Regions from separate parts of the Mus musculus genome. Here region 2 is linked to region 1. The links are chromatin contacts, called in public HiChIP or PLAC-seq maps. All regions are on one chromosome and are shown on one strand. Each heading gives the region's core, a stretch centred on a gene start, on an enhancer-like site or on the middle of the called end of the contact. The rest is flanking DNA. Distances are from core to core; before and after follow the strand shown.

What was found. HiChIP or PLAC-seq counts read pairs in DNA pulled down with a chosen protein or histone mark.
Region 2: a contact with region 1 is called in an H3K27ac HiChIP or PLAC-seq map of large pre-B cells, with 2.7 times the contacts expected there. The contact joins two enhancer-like sites. A contact is called at or near these places in 5 of 39 promoter capture datasets (the C10 cell line, cranial neural crest, hippocampal neurons and 2 more), 2 of 115 datasets of contacts at active chromatin or transcription factors (embryonic stem cells and large pre-B cells) and 1 of 9 other capture datasets (adipose tissue).

The regions. Positions count from the first base shown.
Region 1 is chr4:149,708,446-149,712,686 of GRCm38.p6, forward strand. No RefSeq gene overlaps it. Among named protein-coding and RNA genes, the nearest start is that of Tmem201, 28 kb to the right of the region's middle. Within about 2 kb of position 2,281, at least 148 of the 459 cell types and tissues checked have an H3K27ac peak or open chromatin away from gene starts, as enhancers often do. A contact at or near this core is called in pre-B cells, where this site is marked.
Region 2 is chr4:150,058,415-150,062,655 of GRCm38.p6, forward strand. It overlaps Gm13067 (a long non-coding RNA gene), which reads left to right. Exons shown (of 7, transcript XR_390962.2): 7 at 1-303. Among named protein-coding and RNA genes, the nearest start is that of Mir34a, 7.9 kb to the right of the region's middle. Within about 2 kb of position 2,342, at least 160 of the 459 cell types and tissues checked have an H3K27ac peak or open chromatin away from gene starts, as enhancers often do. A contact at or near this core is called in pre-B cells, where this site is marked.

The DNA.
Region 1 (4,241 bases), core at 1,031-3,530:
CCCAGGGAATGCTATGAGAACCAAAGAAAATAGGAAATTAGCTGACTTGAGGCCAGGCAAGGGGAAGTAGGGAATTCTCTGTTCTTGGCTTGGAGGCTGGCCACCCGTATTACATGGTACCAGACCGGCTCTGCTAGGATCATTGGCCTCCTGTGACTTCCAGGTTGGGACAACCATTAAGAAACTTAGTAACAAGATAGGCAGGCTTGTACTTATGTCTACCAGCCTTCCTAGGTGCTGTAAGACTAGGTTCAGGATTATTCTGTCTGTTCAAGAAAAAGAAAGAGAGCTGGGGTGTAGGTCTTATACAGTGCTTGTGGAGTAAGCCCAAGACCCCAGCACCTGCTTCTACCTCCCTGATGTGGGGATTAAAGGAGTCCACCACCACTGGCCAGTTTATATTTAACTTTGTAAAGGTATATTCTTTTTTCCCCGCCTAGAGTCAAAGACTACTAAGGCTCAAATACATGGCAGAAGACACACCCTATGTGGAACCCTAAACTGGCACACTGCTCCCGGCAAGGGAACAGATTTCTTTAAGAAGAGCCATCATCGGGCTGATGACTCTGACCACTGGTCCCTGTAAACTATCTCCTCCTGTTAGACAGCAAGCCTGGGGCCTTCTGGAAACTGCTGGAGGGGAAGTCATCTTCCAAGAAATGAAAGAGAAAGCCTTCCACGCCCATCTGGAAAATGGTTTCCCCATCCCACCCTTGAGCTGACAACTCTTCCTCTACTGCTTGGAAGCCCACACCCTGGGGCCTGCCCACTTTAAGGCTAAAGATTCAAGTGGACAGGATTTCAAGGCATTGGCCTAGACAAGAGGTATGACTCCAAATAAACATTGCAGAGATGGGGCTGGAGAGACAATGCTGACCTTAGGAGCTGGTTCTGTTTGTTTTTGCAGAGGACTCAAGTTTGCTTCTCCCATTGAGCAGTCCACAGCTGCTTGTAACTTCAGCTCCAGGGGATCTGATGTTCTCCTATGGCCTTTGCAGGGATTGCTACATAGACACATATATACACGTAATTTTTCATCTTAGTATATGTATTTATTTTATTCTTCTGGCTATGAGTGTTTTGCCTGCTTGCACACACACACACACACACACACACACACACACACACACACACACACCACATGTGTGCCTGATAAACATGGAGGTCAGAAGACCGCAACTAGAGTTACAGGTGGTTGTGAGTCACCATGTAGATGCTGGGAACCAAACCTGGGTCCTTTGCAAGAGCAGTCAGTGCTCTTAGCCACTGAATTTCTCCAGCCCCTATACACATTTTATTTTATTTTAGACAGGGTTTCTCCGTGTAGCTCCTGGACCTTGCTCTGAAATCCAGACTGGCCTCAAACTCAGAGAGAGATCCACCTGCCTCTGTCTCCTGTTTTGTTTTGTTTTGTTTTTTTCGAGACAGGGTTTCTCTGTGTAGCCCTGGCTGTTCTGGAACTCACTTCGTAGACCAGGCTGCCCTGGAACTCAGAAATTCGCCTGCCTCTGCCTCCCAAGTGCTGGGATCAAAGGCGTGTGCCAACACTGCCTGGCAGTGGTGTTCATCTTTAATCCCAGCACTCAGGAGGTAGAGGCAGGCGGATCTCTGAGTTCGAGGCCAGCCTGGTCTACAAAGTGAGTTCCAGGACAGGAAGGGATACACAGAGAAACCCTGCCTCAAAAAACAAAAACAGGGGCTGGTGAGATGGCTCAGTGGGTAAGGGCACCCAACTGCTCTTCCGAAGGTCCGAAGTTCAAATTCCAGCAACCACATGGTGGCTCACAACCACCCATAATGAGATCTGATGCCCTCTTCTGGTGTATCTGAAGACAACTACAGTGTACTTACATATAATAAATAAATAAATCTTTAAAAAACAAACAAAACAAAACAACAAAAAACCAAAAACAACAACAACCACAACAAAAAGAATACCACCATGTTCTACCAGAGCCCTGTACACATAACTAAGCAAAGTATAAATTTCAGGTAATCCACTAGGGCTTTATGATGGATGGAGATCTGAGAAGCAAACTGTGTCATCCCATCCTTAGGGACATGGCTCTGCCAAAGTCCCGGCACCAGGCAGGGAATGGCCATGGCCATCACAGCTCTACAAGAAAAAGCCTGGCCAAGAAATTCTCAGGCAGGGCTAGAAGAGAGTCCCACAATGGCTAACTTCCCTGTGGGCGGAGCCTGGGGCAGCCTTGCTTCCTTACACGGGTAAGCCCAGACAAGCTAACATCAGAGCACAGCTTTCCACATCGCTTCTGTGCCTCTGCTCTACAGAGTCTGGTGTGGTTAACTGACTGATCGTTCATACACTGAGGAGTCCTAGGGAGCCACCTAGAGGAGGGACAGCAAAACAGGAGAGGGGCAGAAGGTAGGGCTGAGGACAGAACCATTAAAGAGGGCAACAGGAATGAGGATGTCTTAGAAAAGCAGAGGAGGGGCTGGACAGGTAGGTGGCTCAGCAGTTAAGAGCACTGACTGATCTTCCAGAGGACGTGAGTTCAATCAAAAAATAAAAAATAAATAAAAAATAAAGGAAATCTAAAGAGATTGAACAAGCGTGCATGTGCTTGCTTGTGTGCTGTGTGTGTGTGTTTCTGTGTATATGTGTGCATGTGCTTGCTTGTGTGCTGTGTTTGTGTGTGTGTATGTGCTTGTCTCTCTTATGTTTGTGTTTCTCTGTGTTGTGTGTGCTGTGTGTTTCTGTATGTGGCTCTGTATTGTATATGGTGTATGTGTCTGTTTTTCATGTTGTGCATTTTATACATTTTATATATGTGTATATATGTGTATTTGTGTATGTCTGTTGGTATATTAAGTGTGTGTGTTATGTTTGTGTATATATGTGTCTTGTCTTGTATTGGTGTGCACGTTGTATATGTGTGTGTATTGTGGATGATATGTGTGTGTCTGTTTGTGTGTTGTATGTATGTGTGTGTTAAGCAAGACCAAAACAGGATGAACTCACATGGACACAGTTAGCTTCTAGCCTGTTAGTCTGGCCTGTTTTTGGCAACTCTTCCCCTTTGTAATCAAGAAGGTGGGCAACCAGCAGACAAACTTGACTCATGGCCATAACTTACTGGACCAGAATGGAGGCTCGGATTCCAGCGAGGCCAATCAAGTCCTTCCCAGAAAAGTAGACTTGGGACCTGTTGAAGAGACCCAGGATAGGTCAGCTAGGTGGGTGTCGCAAGTGGGGACAGGTGAGGGTGCCTCAGTCTCTGGCTCTCACCAGAGCTGCCAGTACCTGTAATGCTGTCACATGCATATTTGACCTTTGTCCAGTCGCCTGCACTCAGCTCCTAACGTCCTGGAAAATTCTGCAGTGGTGTCTTTCTGTGGCCAGGGCTGACCAGGCCTGAGGGCTGCTGGACAGTCTGAGGATGGGGCTGGCTGCTAAGGGAAACTAACTAGCTGTGTGGAGAGGGTGGGAACTTTCAGCCCTGCCCTCCCTCCAGCTTACTGAGAGGGGAAGAAGGTCTAGATGTCACCAGCCGCTCCCACATAAATCCTCAAGAGAACAGGGGGATCTTTGTCGTTTGTTTTGAGAAAAAAATCTCATGGATCCTAGACTGGCCCCAAACTCACTACAGAGCTGAGGCGGACACTGATCCTCCTGCCCAGGCCTCTGAAGTGCTAGGATTACAGGCCCCTGGCTTTCTGGGATGCTGGGGCTTCCTGGGTGCTAGGCAACACTGTACCTCAAGAGGGCAGTGTTCTGAGCGCTTTCTGGTCAGTGCAGCCAGGGTGCCCCGTGCCCTCCCTGACCTGGGCCATTCATTCCTCTCTCCACTGTCTCTGTCACGTCTAGTCCTTTATTACAAGTCAGAAAGAGCCAGGGAACAGTTCCCAGAGTTCTCAGAGGGGCTCCAGCAAGTTAGCGGAGCCTGACAGGGGGGTCGTGGGAACTGGGCTTTATCAACAGTCATCCAAAAACAGGGAAAACAACTTTGGGGACAAGGTTACCTACTACAAAGTCCCCTTTTCCGTCCCAGTTAAAGGGCTGGTTTCTGACTGTGGTCTGGGAAGCAGACTGTGGATGGTGTATCGAGTGAGGCCGCAGTTGAGAATAAGGTAGAAATGAGGCAGGCTCACACAGTCAGTCCCTCAGGAACTCTCACCCCATCTGCCCTTACTGCTCTTGATGCTGCCCTGACAGGGAACCTGCAGGTCCAGATCTTCCCAGGATCAATGTGTGGTTTGCAGTACCCCGACTCTGCATC
Region 2 (4,241 bases), core at 1,092-3,591, 350 kb after region 1:
AGCCTTCTCTTGTTATTCTATTTTATTTTAATGTGTGTAGCTGTGGGTGTTTTGCCTACACGTATGTCTGTGCGCCCATCAGCATGCAGAGTCCACGGAGTCCAGAGAAGGCATCAGATCCACCGCATCTAGAGTTACAGACAGTTGTGAGTCACCAGCTGAATGCTGGAAGTCAAACCCAGGTTCTCTGGGAGAGCTTCCAGTGCCCTTAACCACTGAGCCATCTCTCCAGCCTCTCCTCATCGGTTGTCTTTGCCACCCTCTGATGCCTTGTTATAGAATTATAACATAATTATAATATAATTATAGAATAAATAACATAACTAGTTAAAAAATGTCAGCAGAGGCTGGGGGGGTGTAGTTTAGTTGGCAGAGTGTTTGCCTGGCATGTACAGACCCCAAGTTTGATTCCCAGCACTTGGAAAAACTGGGCATGATGGTGCACACTTGTAATCCCGGAGGGTGGGGCCAGGAGAATAAGTTCAAGGTCATTCTCAGCTATTCAGTAAATTAGAGTTCAAGGCCAGCCTAGGCTACATGAGACAGCAAAACAAAAGCCAAATAATTCATTTATAAATGAAGGTTTTGGGCTGTCCGTCTACTCCAGGTCCCAAGACAGACTGCTGTTGTCTTTACCCAGTTCTGTGCTTTGAGATTCTCTAGGCTGGTATAACCCTCAGCACTGGTGTCTCCTGCTATCCTTGCCATAGATTGCCCCTGCAGGTCCTGGTGAGTGCGCACAACTCTCTGTTTTCCCACACACTGTCTCTGGGAAAGCAGACATAGCCTCCTGCCCTTGACAGGGTAGCCACTGTGCAGCTCAGAAGTGCAGAAAGCTTGAGGGAATGAGGTGAACTGAGCAGGCCTTTTCATCAAGACAAAGAATTTAAGTTCTTCTTGTCACCTGGGAAGTACCTGGCAGCTGTGGGGTCACTAGTGTGGTGGTGGGAACCAGCTGTGATGGTGGATGTTGGTGAGAACCAGCTGTGGGGTCACTAGTGTGATGGTGGATGTTGGTGGGAACCAGCTGTGGGGTCACTAGTGTGATGGTGGATGTTGGTGGGAACCAGCTGTGGGGTCACTAGTGTGATGGTGGATGTTGGTGGGAACCAGCTGTGGGGTCACTAGTGTGATGGTGGATGTTGGTGAGAACCAGCTGTGGGGTCACTAGTGTGGTGGTGGTGGGAACCAGCTGATGTCACTAGTGAGACCCATGGGATGCTTGGAACTAGGTGGCAAGAGGAAAGTTGGCCTGGCAGATCACCCCAGGCTGGGGTCTGTTTCCTTGCAGAGACAAGGAGCCCACAGGCTTGCCCTTGCTACAGGGAGGAGCTCTTACAAGCAAGGACCCTCAGAACTGAGGGTCACCTGAGTCACTGTCGGTGAATTCCACAGAAGGAAAGGGGCTTTCAGAGGGTGGGGGCAGCTTCTCCACCACAGGGCTATTAACATTTAGATCAAAGTCCTTGTTTGGGGGGACTGTCCCGTGAGCTAGAATGCCCAGCATTTCCAGCCCCCGCCCAGGGCAGCAAACACATATGTTTTCAGACATTGCCAGAGCCCCTTGGGAGGCAAACCGTCTTCCGCAGCAGTTCTGGTCAGAGGCTTCAGCGGAGGGCTTTCTGGGACCACAGCTCAGTGCCTGAAGCGGCCACTGGCTTGGTACCGCTTCCTTTGTTCCTTCCTGAGAAGCTGAGCTCATTGGCTTGGTGGGGTGTTTTCATTGACTCACCAGCTGTAACCACAAGTGGCCTTCCTACTTGGGGGGATCCCAGATGACTTTATCATGGGAGTTGGTATGTAAATACATAATTCTTCTTTTTCTAAATTGAAGCTAGTAGACACCCCTCACTACACACACACACACACACACACACACACACACACACACACTTTAGCCTAGCCTGGTAAGTGCTTTCTTAGCCCATTACGAGCCTGCAGCACTGCACCTTGCCCTGAGGTTTTCTGCAGCCAGCCAGCGTCTTGCTGGTTTGGGCTCCAGCCCCAGGGTCTGGTGGATGATGTAAGAGCCAGGGAAGTTGGTTGTGTTTGTGGGATTTTTTTTTTTAGGCCTTCTATCCAAGGCCTGGTGTGGGGGAAAGACAGAAGCCCGACTATGTGAACAGAGGGGTCAGAATCCTAGGTGGACTACTGGAGCCTGCCCAGGGTACTGACCCCGTGTGGAGGACCGGCTCCTGGAACGAGGCCTGGCGTGTCAGTCGGTTCCTCTTGGGGTAGCTGAGCGAAGGTGCTGGCTTTGAGTTGAGGCTTCATAAAGTGTTCCTCGCAGACAGGCACACCCTGCGTGAGGCCCGAGACCTGCCGGGCCACTCCCAGCCGCGGGCAGCTGCCTCCTGTTGCTGTGTGAATTCCATCAGGGCGACTCTCTGCTCCTTCCTCTGCCTCTCTACTACCTTAGGAAATCTGGGGTCTGTTTTTCCGGTTTGAGTCTTACAGTTGGGAACCCACCCTGCATCTATTGGGAAACTCTCTGTGTGTCTCCAGCTTCCCCATTGGGCTCTCACTGGGTCTCTTCTGCTGTGACTCTCCAAGACTCCCCTTCTTTGGACAGCTCAGAAGCACATGGTCCGAACCCAAGGGTCAGACATCCATCCGGCTTCGTTGTAAACACTGTGTCTGTGACCTTCTACCCAGACGGGGCTGTGTGTGTAGACGCTACCCCCGTGCCAGGCACGGGGTCAAAGGGAAGAGAAGCGAAATCTGCCTGCTCAGGCCTCTTGATCCTGGGTAACAGGGAAATTGCCAATGATGCTCGCAGCCCAGAGCCCCTGTCCCCCACCCCAGCTATGCCAATCAGCACCTCGGTGAGTCCAGCAAACCAAGCCATCCCCTAACAAACCAGCAGCACCCAAGAACTCAGGGATTCTTTTTGAAGTTTAGGAGCAAGAGGGACAGATGGGCCCTGTGTGCTCACAGCAGAGCTTAGGGAAGAGGCCCGGCACAGCCTCTGGGCTCCTAAAGGCCACTGCCCATGCCTTTCCACGTCTCTGGACAGCTCTAGGTTCTGTGGATTCCAGTGTCTGTGGTAGACGGAGCCAGCCCATGGATGGACAGTGGAACTGCTTCCTCCAAAGAGCTTGCCCACAGAGATAGAACAGCCCTAAGATATGGCCGTGGCCAGGCTAACTTCCAGACCAGGCCCCACCCAGCCTCACCCGCATGACTGACTATACAGGCTAGCGTGCTCAGGTGTGGGACTGGGGATTTTCCTCCCTCTCCCCTCTTCCCCTCTCCTCTTTGTTCTTCCTTTACTCCCTCTGGCTTTTGGGTCAGCATCCAGATGACTCAGGGAGACGACTCAGTGCCTGCTTCCCTGGGCAAAGGAACAGCGGCGGCGGGGAGGGACAAGGGACAGGTGAGTGCACACCTCTGCAGGGGCCCAGGTAGGTGCTGGCAGCTAGCCCAGCTCCTAGCAGCTGTGCCCGCCTGAGGGGGCAGTGAGCTGAGCAGGTCAGACAGGTGGAGCCAGCCGGCCTGGCTACCCATCCCCAGCCACTCGGGGCCTCCCTTGGTTTACTGAGAAGTGAACCACCCTTTTCTTTCTCCCACTGCCTTAGTTGCCTGGCGCCCTTAGGGACCGTTTCCAACATTGGACAAGGACATTGGGAGTGGAGAACGGATTGCCAGTTGGCCTTGGAGAAGCACGTGTGGTTTTCAGGCCCTTGGCTCTGAGAGGCAGATCTCTCTCACAAGGAGCCCAAATGGTTTGTGGCAAATTGAGGAGACAGGTCTAGAAACCTTAGGGAGATCTGCCACTGGAAGAGATCTCTGGAAGAGAAGCTTTATCGGGTAATGTGAGCTTTTCCTTCCTGGGGGTGGGGGTGGGGGCTGCCTCTGCTCAGTGACAGCACCTGGCTTTATTGGGGTGACCCTCTTTGTTCAGGGTTGGAAGGGCAAGACTTCCTTAAATACAACTGTAAATTACGGACACTTACTGGGAGCGGGCTCTCCTCTCCTCGCTGAAGGTGGGGCCTCAGCCAATCTCTGTTTTTCCAGTCTCTGGGGAACTCCTGTCTGAGGAGGGAGGGCAGCGAGGAGGTGGTTGTTTCAGCAGAGAACTAGCTCATGGTGCCTCCCCTGAAACCAGATGGCTCTGTCTACCTGGACACACTGGGGCTGCGTTAGCTATCTCCTCTTGGTGGGCCACGCCCTCTTTGTCAGTCTCACGGAGCATCTCCATCCACAGGCCAAGTTGCCAGAGCGACCGCCTCCTGGTGACG